Regions from separate parts of the Mus musculus genome. Here region 1 is linked to region 2. A link is a contact called in public promoter capture Hi-C data. All regions are on one chromosome and are shown on one strand. The core of a region is the stretch at or near the end of the contact, and the rest is flanking DNA. Distances in the headings are between cores, read along the strand shown.

Evidence for each region. Promoter capture Hi-C pulls out the DNA fragments that hold promoters and counts their contacts.
Region 1: a contact with region 2 is called in a promoter capture Hi-C map of pre-B cells, with 2.6 times the contacts expected there. The contact joins the promoter of Srgn here to the promoter of Vsir in region 2. A contact is called at or near these places in 1 of 39 promoter capture datasets (pre-B cells) and 1 of 484 Hi-C or Micro-C datasets (CD4 T cells).

The regions. Positions count from the first base shown.
Region 1 is chr10:62,505,908-62,509,369 of GRCm38.p6, reverse strand. Srgn (serglycin) reads left to right here and starts at 1,613. Exons shown (of 3, transcript NM_011157.3): 1 at 1,613-1,728. The coding sequence starts at 1,656. It overlaps Gm51804 (a long non-coding RNA gene), which reads right to left and starts at 1,566. Exons shown (of 3, transcript XR_003949006.1): 1 at 1,416-1,566; 2 at 1,083-1,296.
Region 2 is chr10:60,344,997-60,348,472 of GRCm38.p6, reverse strand. It overlaps Vsir (V-set immunoregulatory receptor), which reads right to left and starts at 1,622. Exons shown (of 7, transcript NM_028732.4): 1 at 1,370-1,622. The coding sequence starts at 1,451. All of the region lies in intron 39 of Cdh23 (cadherin 23 (otocadherin)), which reads left to right.

The DNA of each region.
Region 1 (3,462 bases), core at 364-2,863, 2.2 Mb before region 2:
CAAGGAAGTCAAGGCGGCTTGAACTTGAAGCAGCTGATTGCACAATCCAAAGCAGAGAGGAACAAATGATTGCTGGTTTTCTCTCAGCTTGCTGCCATCCGGATCCCTAAACCAGGGAGGGCATCACGCTGCCTACTATGGGCTGGATCTTCCCACACCAAATAACCAAGACAATCCCCCTTAGGCCTGTCCATAGCCATCCTGATCCGGGCTATCTCCGTCCCTGAGACTCCCTTCCCACGTGATTGTAGGTTGTGTGAAGGTGACTAAATTATCCATCTCTACTTCTAATTGCCTTGAAGGTGTCGTGAGAAACTTCCTGAAGCTGTTAACATGATCTTTCGTTTTGTTATCAGGGCTTTAATTGAAGCTTATCATGAAAAGGGACCAAAGGCAGAGGAGAGAAATCCCAACAGATACTAAAACTCCACACGGTGTGCGCTGGGTCTCTGTGCGCCTCGGTTGCTACAGTTGAGGGTTTCCAGGCTCTGAGGGGGCTTCTGAGGAGAAGTTTCTAAGGAGGGCTTCATTTTCTCTATCAGGGCTCCTGAGCTATGAGATTCTAAAGTCTGTCCTTATCAGGAAACCTTAAGGAATCAGCAGGAAGCCCAGAACAAGGGGAAGGAAACTCCTCCCACCCATCAAAGGATGGCCAAGGGGCAGGCATCTGAGCAGCCGAGGAACGGACACCCTGAAGTGGAGAATGGTTGAGCCCTCAGAGCAAAGGCAGAGAAAGCTGTCTCGCTACAGATACAGCGTAAAACCACCCTTACTGTGAGGCTAGCACAGAGTGGCCATTCCCGCACCCGCACCCCCAAAGCCCCGCAATCTTCGAGGCCAGGGAACGGCTAGTCCTTTATGAACGGCAGCATCTGTGTCTCTGTTTTCACATTCCACGGCCCTCTGAGGGGGGGACCTGCCCTCCTTGTTCCTGATTTTTGCCTTACTCAAGACCAGAAAGAAAAATTTTTTTTCGAAGTAAACAAACAAACAAACAAAAAAAAACAGGAAAAAAAGATGCAAACATGCATGGTCTCAATCCCTGGGGAGCAGCTGATTTTATATATATATATATTCCTCACCTGTTTGTGAGCTAGAGGGAAAGCCAGGAATTCTAGCAGACTCTGGACGTTAACGGAGACCGCTCATCCTGGGGGCTGAGAACCCAGCTCGGCTCGGAATGTTCCCTGCTTGTGCCTGACTCTGTGCGCGCCCAGCTTCTCTTTGATGTGCGCTGTGGATGAGCCGAGCTCAGTTCTGGAACAGCTGAGTCCTCCTGTCTGTTTAGATTGTTACCTGAAGGAAGGGAGGGGGAAGAAAGTGCTGATTCGACTTTTTGATGGGGAAAACTTTTTTTTTAAACATGCAAATGACAGATGGCAGAGCTTTTTGGAAAAAGAAAAAATAATAACCACACAGCAAACGCCTAGGGGGAGTCCGGTGGAGTTTCATCATGGGTATGAACAGTTGTTGTTTTTTTCAACTTTCTTCTTCTTTCTGGGTGTTGATGTGGATCTCTTTCTATTTGTTCAGGAAACTGTGACGTGTGTTCTTGGGCAGGGTCTGAGGTTTTGGAACCTCTTTCTAAAAGGGACAGAAAGAGCACCCTGCTACATTTGCTAATCCAGAGGCTGAGTGGAGCCGAGCTGGTCAGGATGCAGGTTCCCGTCGGCAGCAGGCTTGTCCTGGCTCTCGCCTTCGTCCTGGTTTGGGGATCTTCAGTGCAAGGTAAGAGACCCAGGATCTTTAATTCTCTGCTCTGAAGGCATCAGCATATGCACAAGTAATTGTCTTCATCTGAAGGTGCAGGGTGTCCTATTGTGGGAGGGGAGGTAAGGAAGGATTTCAGGTGCCTCAACAACCTCGTGTGAGTTTACTTGAGTTTGGTCTAAAAAATAATAATAATTAATTAAACTCTAAGGTAAGTGGTGGCCTTAAAACCTGTCAGGATGACTGAAAAGTGTTCTTATTTTTTTGGGTAAAGATGTGTGGTTTATTCATTTAAAGCATTCAAGAAATAAATGGAAAATTACCCAACTGATCTACTGAGATGGTGGCATCATGGAATTTTCTAGAATAGCATCCTATCACTGAGTTGTCTGCATGAACTCCATTTTGATATAAGGTCTCATGTAGCGTAAGATGGTCTTCAACTTGCTATACAGCTGAAGAGGACCTGGAACTTCTACTTCCCGAGTGCTGGGATAACAGGTGTATGTCTCCATGCTGGGTTCCAAAGAACGGAATCTGATGGCGCTGTTATTTTAACAATGAAAGAGGCTTTTGTGTGTGTGTGATTTTCTGAGACAGGGTTTCTCTGTGTAGCCCTGGCTGTCCTGGAACTCACTCTGTAGACCAGGCTGGCCTCGAACTCCGAAATCCACCTGCCTCTGTTTCCCAAGTGCTGGGATTAAAGGTGTGCGCCACCACTGCCCGGCTTTTTTTTTTTTTTTTTTTTTAATTGGGGTAAATGTAGCTATTTTTACTTTCTTCTTAAGCTCGGCTCTTACCAAACATTCAATTTTGGCTAGGCAAAATGCTAACTCTAAAACAATATTTTAGAAACAGCCTGAGGAGTGTTAGCATTTGTGCTCTCGTCCAGAAAACAGGTTTTCGTTTGAAAACCTGTCTGTAAATTTGACTGTCTTTTACAGCTGTTCAGTCATGCTGACTCAACCTCAAACTTTTTCTAAGAAGATGGAATGTTTGTAGAACAAACAAACAAACAACAACTACAAAGAAGCACACTTTATTCGCCTTAATATTTAGGGAACTATGTCTAAATGAGGCAGAAGGTCATGGCCTGATAAATAAGTTGCCGAGTTTATGGTTGAAAAACATAAAGGAAATGTTGAGTCACAGCGACATACGTGTCCTGGAGTTTCTTCGAAGTGACTCCTAGCTGTAGCGTTCTTACTTCCGGTCGAAATGACATCTCACAGGTTACTTCAGAAATTCCTTGCATAGTGGAAGTTTAGAAACTTATTTTCATGGGGCTATGCTAACGTCGTCATCGGAAAACAGGAAGTGACCTTGCTAAGGCTCACTTCTATTTATGTAGCTTTGTGATATTGGCGCCTACACCCAGGGCCTCATGCATGTCCGGGGCTCTGCTACACAGCTAGAGCCACACTTTTCCCTTTGACTCAGAATTCAAGTTCATGCGGATCTTTCAGGGAAAAACCTTTGGCTTCATGAAATAGTCCCCGGTAGCCACGTGCTCTGGCAAGATGGACAGCTGTGAATTCCGCATTTGTGACACCTGGCTCTGGGTGTCTCTCTACCAGAGGCGTGCATGTAAGCCTTTCAGTTGCAAAAGTTCCCAGAAACATCAAACTAGACTAAAAACAAAACCTTGTCTATTTCATCACGAGCCAGAAATTAGGAAGGAGTCGGGCTGGGTGGCTTCTAAGGCACTCAAGGTGCAGAGGCAGGAGGGACTGTGAGTTTAAGGCCAGCCCA
Region 2 (3,476 bases), core at 373-2,872:
AGGCTGCTGACCAGAAAGCTTCCCATTCTAGTTAGGGTAGGGAAGAGGCAAGGAAAGGGGCCTAGTGGAGTCACCCGGGAGGAGGATAGTAGCCTGAGGTAGATGCCATACTGGCCTTCCTGCCTGCCACTGTCCTCCGTTCTTAGAAGCTATGCCCCTGATGAGCCTTGGGGTTGGGAGTGAAACATCCCCCGCCTGTATCGCCACCCCATCCCTGCCACAGGCTCTCTCCTGTGGTGAGGAAAGGCAGGCCAGGGCTTCAGTCTTCTGTCTATAGGGTGTGGGTGCCTTCTTTCTTATCAGAAGTCCAGGCCAGCCTCCCAGTATTGATAAAGAGTTAGTTCCCTGTCTCTCCTCCCTTTCAACCCCTTAACCCCTCTTCCTTCTTTTCTGATGCAGCTATTGGCTCCCTCTGCGGAGCTGAGCATTCCATCTCTGTCCTGACAATGGTGACTCCCTCTGGACCCTTCCTCTCCCCTGCCTTGCAGAAGCCACCCGTGCCCTGGGTTCTGAGCAGGGAAGTATCAGGCAGGCCATCTCAGGGGACCCACCTGTCTACTGTTTGGGCAACTATCAGGGTATCCTCCCCTTTTTCTTTGAGATCTTCACCGAATAAACAAAGATTGGGCTCTAGGGAGCCCCTGTGTCCCGGAACAATGTACAGATTGTGAGTCTGGACTTTGGAAGTGACATCTCCCTGTGTGGGGCTTCTGTGTCCCTGCCGAGGAGTTATCCAAGCTGGTTGCTGGGCTCAGGGGAGTGTCCCTCGTGTCTTTCTTACTCATCCAAATCAACTCCTCAGCTGTAATAAGGTTAAATGACAGAAGCCCACTGATCACTCAAACGGGTCCTTAGACTTTCAGTACAGAGCAGGTGACAAGCATGCTCAGATTCGGGAGTGTCCATCAAGACTCACACACAAGTGTCAAGGGGGATAGAATACCAGGGTCACAGCACCACACCCCCTAAGTCCTCTTAGACTCTGTTGCCAGAAGTCAGGGAGATGCCCCAGGTGTCAAAATGCACTCAGCAACCGCCATAGGACGGGGTGATTCTCCTCCGGCCCATCTCCTGCCTTGCAGAAGTTCTTCATGGCCCCTGCTCTGGACTCTCGGGTCAGGGAAGTGTCTGGCAGGCAGTCCCCAAGGGACACCCGTGCCTGCTGTTTTGGCAGCTGTTAGCAATTAAAGATGTGCCTGATGAAGGATGGAGACACCACTGCACCCTGCTGGGCTGTCCCAGCGGAGCAGCGGTAAGGTGAAGGTTACCGCAGGCTGAGGGGATTCAGGGCACTCCCATCCTGCCCCCTACACTACCGGGCTGTACTCCCTAGAGCTCTCGCTAGCACCCCACCGCCTGTTGATCTTACCTCTGGATGCAGCCAGGAAAATAGCAAGGAGCAGGGTTCCCCAGCGCGGGCTGCTGGCCTCTGGGACCGCGGGGACACCCATGTCGCCGTCGAGCCGGGCAAGAGCAGAAAGAGACTGCTGGAGTGCGCTTGGAGCAAGCGGGACTCCAGGAGCCCAGGGAGCCGGCTGTACACGCCGCTCGCTCGCTAGAGTGAATGCTGAGCCCAAGGCGAGGCAGGCGGCCGAGCAAGCTCCCCGCCCAGCAGCGCCCCCGAGGGGCGGCGGGCGGTACGGCGTCTCCAGAGCCCAGGGATGGGGGTGGGGAAGGGCTGGAGTTGCTGATAGAAGTGGCAAGTGTCCAACCAGCCACTTCCCCCTGTAAGTCCCGGTGCTTTTTAGAGATCGTGAGGGCCGTGCATACTAAAGTGTGGACCCTAGTCTAACCCAGCTTGCCTTGCGGTTCTCCTAGTCTGGAGGCAGGACTTTGGCTCCCTGTTCTCCAGCAGCCCAGGGTAGATGGGTGGGCGGGTAGGTGGATAAGTAAGGGAAATCTACGATGACTTTAGCAAGTGGGAGGGAGTTTGGCTCATTCTGCGCTTGTGTGCCCTGCAGCTGATACACCTGGTACAGTTATGTCCACCGGCTAACACACCTGAAACACGCGCAGGGCATGCACAAGCCCAGAACTTCCCAACCTCAGGACACGCTCCTGCATCTGTTGGTGTGCCCCATGGAACCTTCTCAGCCTCTTTCCCCCAGGGCTTTATCTATGGCTGGGCTGTTATTCATAGGCTCCCTTGATTCTGTCTTGCTGGTAGTTTGTTTTCAACATACTTGTGTGGAGTTTTGTTTCTGTGGGGTTTGTATTGTTTTGTTTGGGCGGAGTTTTGTTTGTGGTTTTTGAGGGGTTAGCTTTCTGAGACAGGATGCTGCCTTGTAGCTCAGGCTGCCCTCAAGACTCTTCTACCTCGCCTAATGCATGCTGGGATTGCAGGGATGCACCACCATGGCCCCTCTACAAACTCACTCCCATGCTGTCCTCCGGGCCCTCATAGGTATCTACACTCATCCTTGTACTTGCGATCACTTAGAGCTTGCTCCACTCTGTTCTTTCCTGGCCTGACCTTGGAGCCCCCTCCCCAACCCCTCCTGTCAGTGCTTCCTTCAGCCACAAGACCAGATCTGAGCTAGGAACCAGTAAATTCCTTACCTGAGTTCCCCTGCCCTACTGAGTTTTGAGGACCATGGCCTCCCACCGGTGTGTGTGTGTGTGTGTGTGTGTGTGTGTGTTTTGTATATATATATATATATATATATATATATATATATATATATATATATATACACATGAGAACACCAATGAGAACACCAGAAGATATATGTGTGTGTATACACACATTGTGTGTGTACTCATGTGTGTACACGTGTACATGTGTGTATGCATGAGAACCCTAGATTTTATAGATATAGATATAGTGTGTGTATGCTCATGTGTTTACGTGTGTACATTTATCTATGCATGAGAACATATATATATATGTTTACATATATACATATGTGTGTATACTGTGTGTGTGCTCATGTGTGTACATGTGTGTGTGTGTGTGTGTGTGTGTGTGTGTGTGTTTATGTGTGTTCCATCATCTCAGACTAGCCTTGACCTTCCTGTGTAACGGGAATAGTCTTGAACCTCTAATTCTTCTACCTCTGCCTACTGAGTGCTGGGATTATAGTGGATACCACCATACCCAGCTTCCCCAGTGTTGAGTCAGACATGGGGACTCAGACATTCTAGGCAAGTACTCTGCCAGCTGAGGGGTACCCCCTCCCCAGTGATTCTCTTCTTCACTCTGTTTCAGTGCTGGGCATTGATCCAGGGCCTCAGGGATGCGAGGCAAGTGCACTGCCACTAAACTGCATCACCAGCCTCCTTTGTCTCCTTTGTTTCTTTCTTTGTTTCCTTTCTCTTAACTTCTCAATAAGCTCCCCGGGAGTGCCTTGAGTTGATCACAGCCTTTCTATCACTGGCCTCTCAAGTATCTGAGATCGTAGGCCTGTCCCACCACACACAGCCTCCCAGCTCCCATGTGATCCAGTCCCTTATACAGGATGGACGTGAAAAGGCTG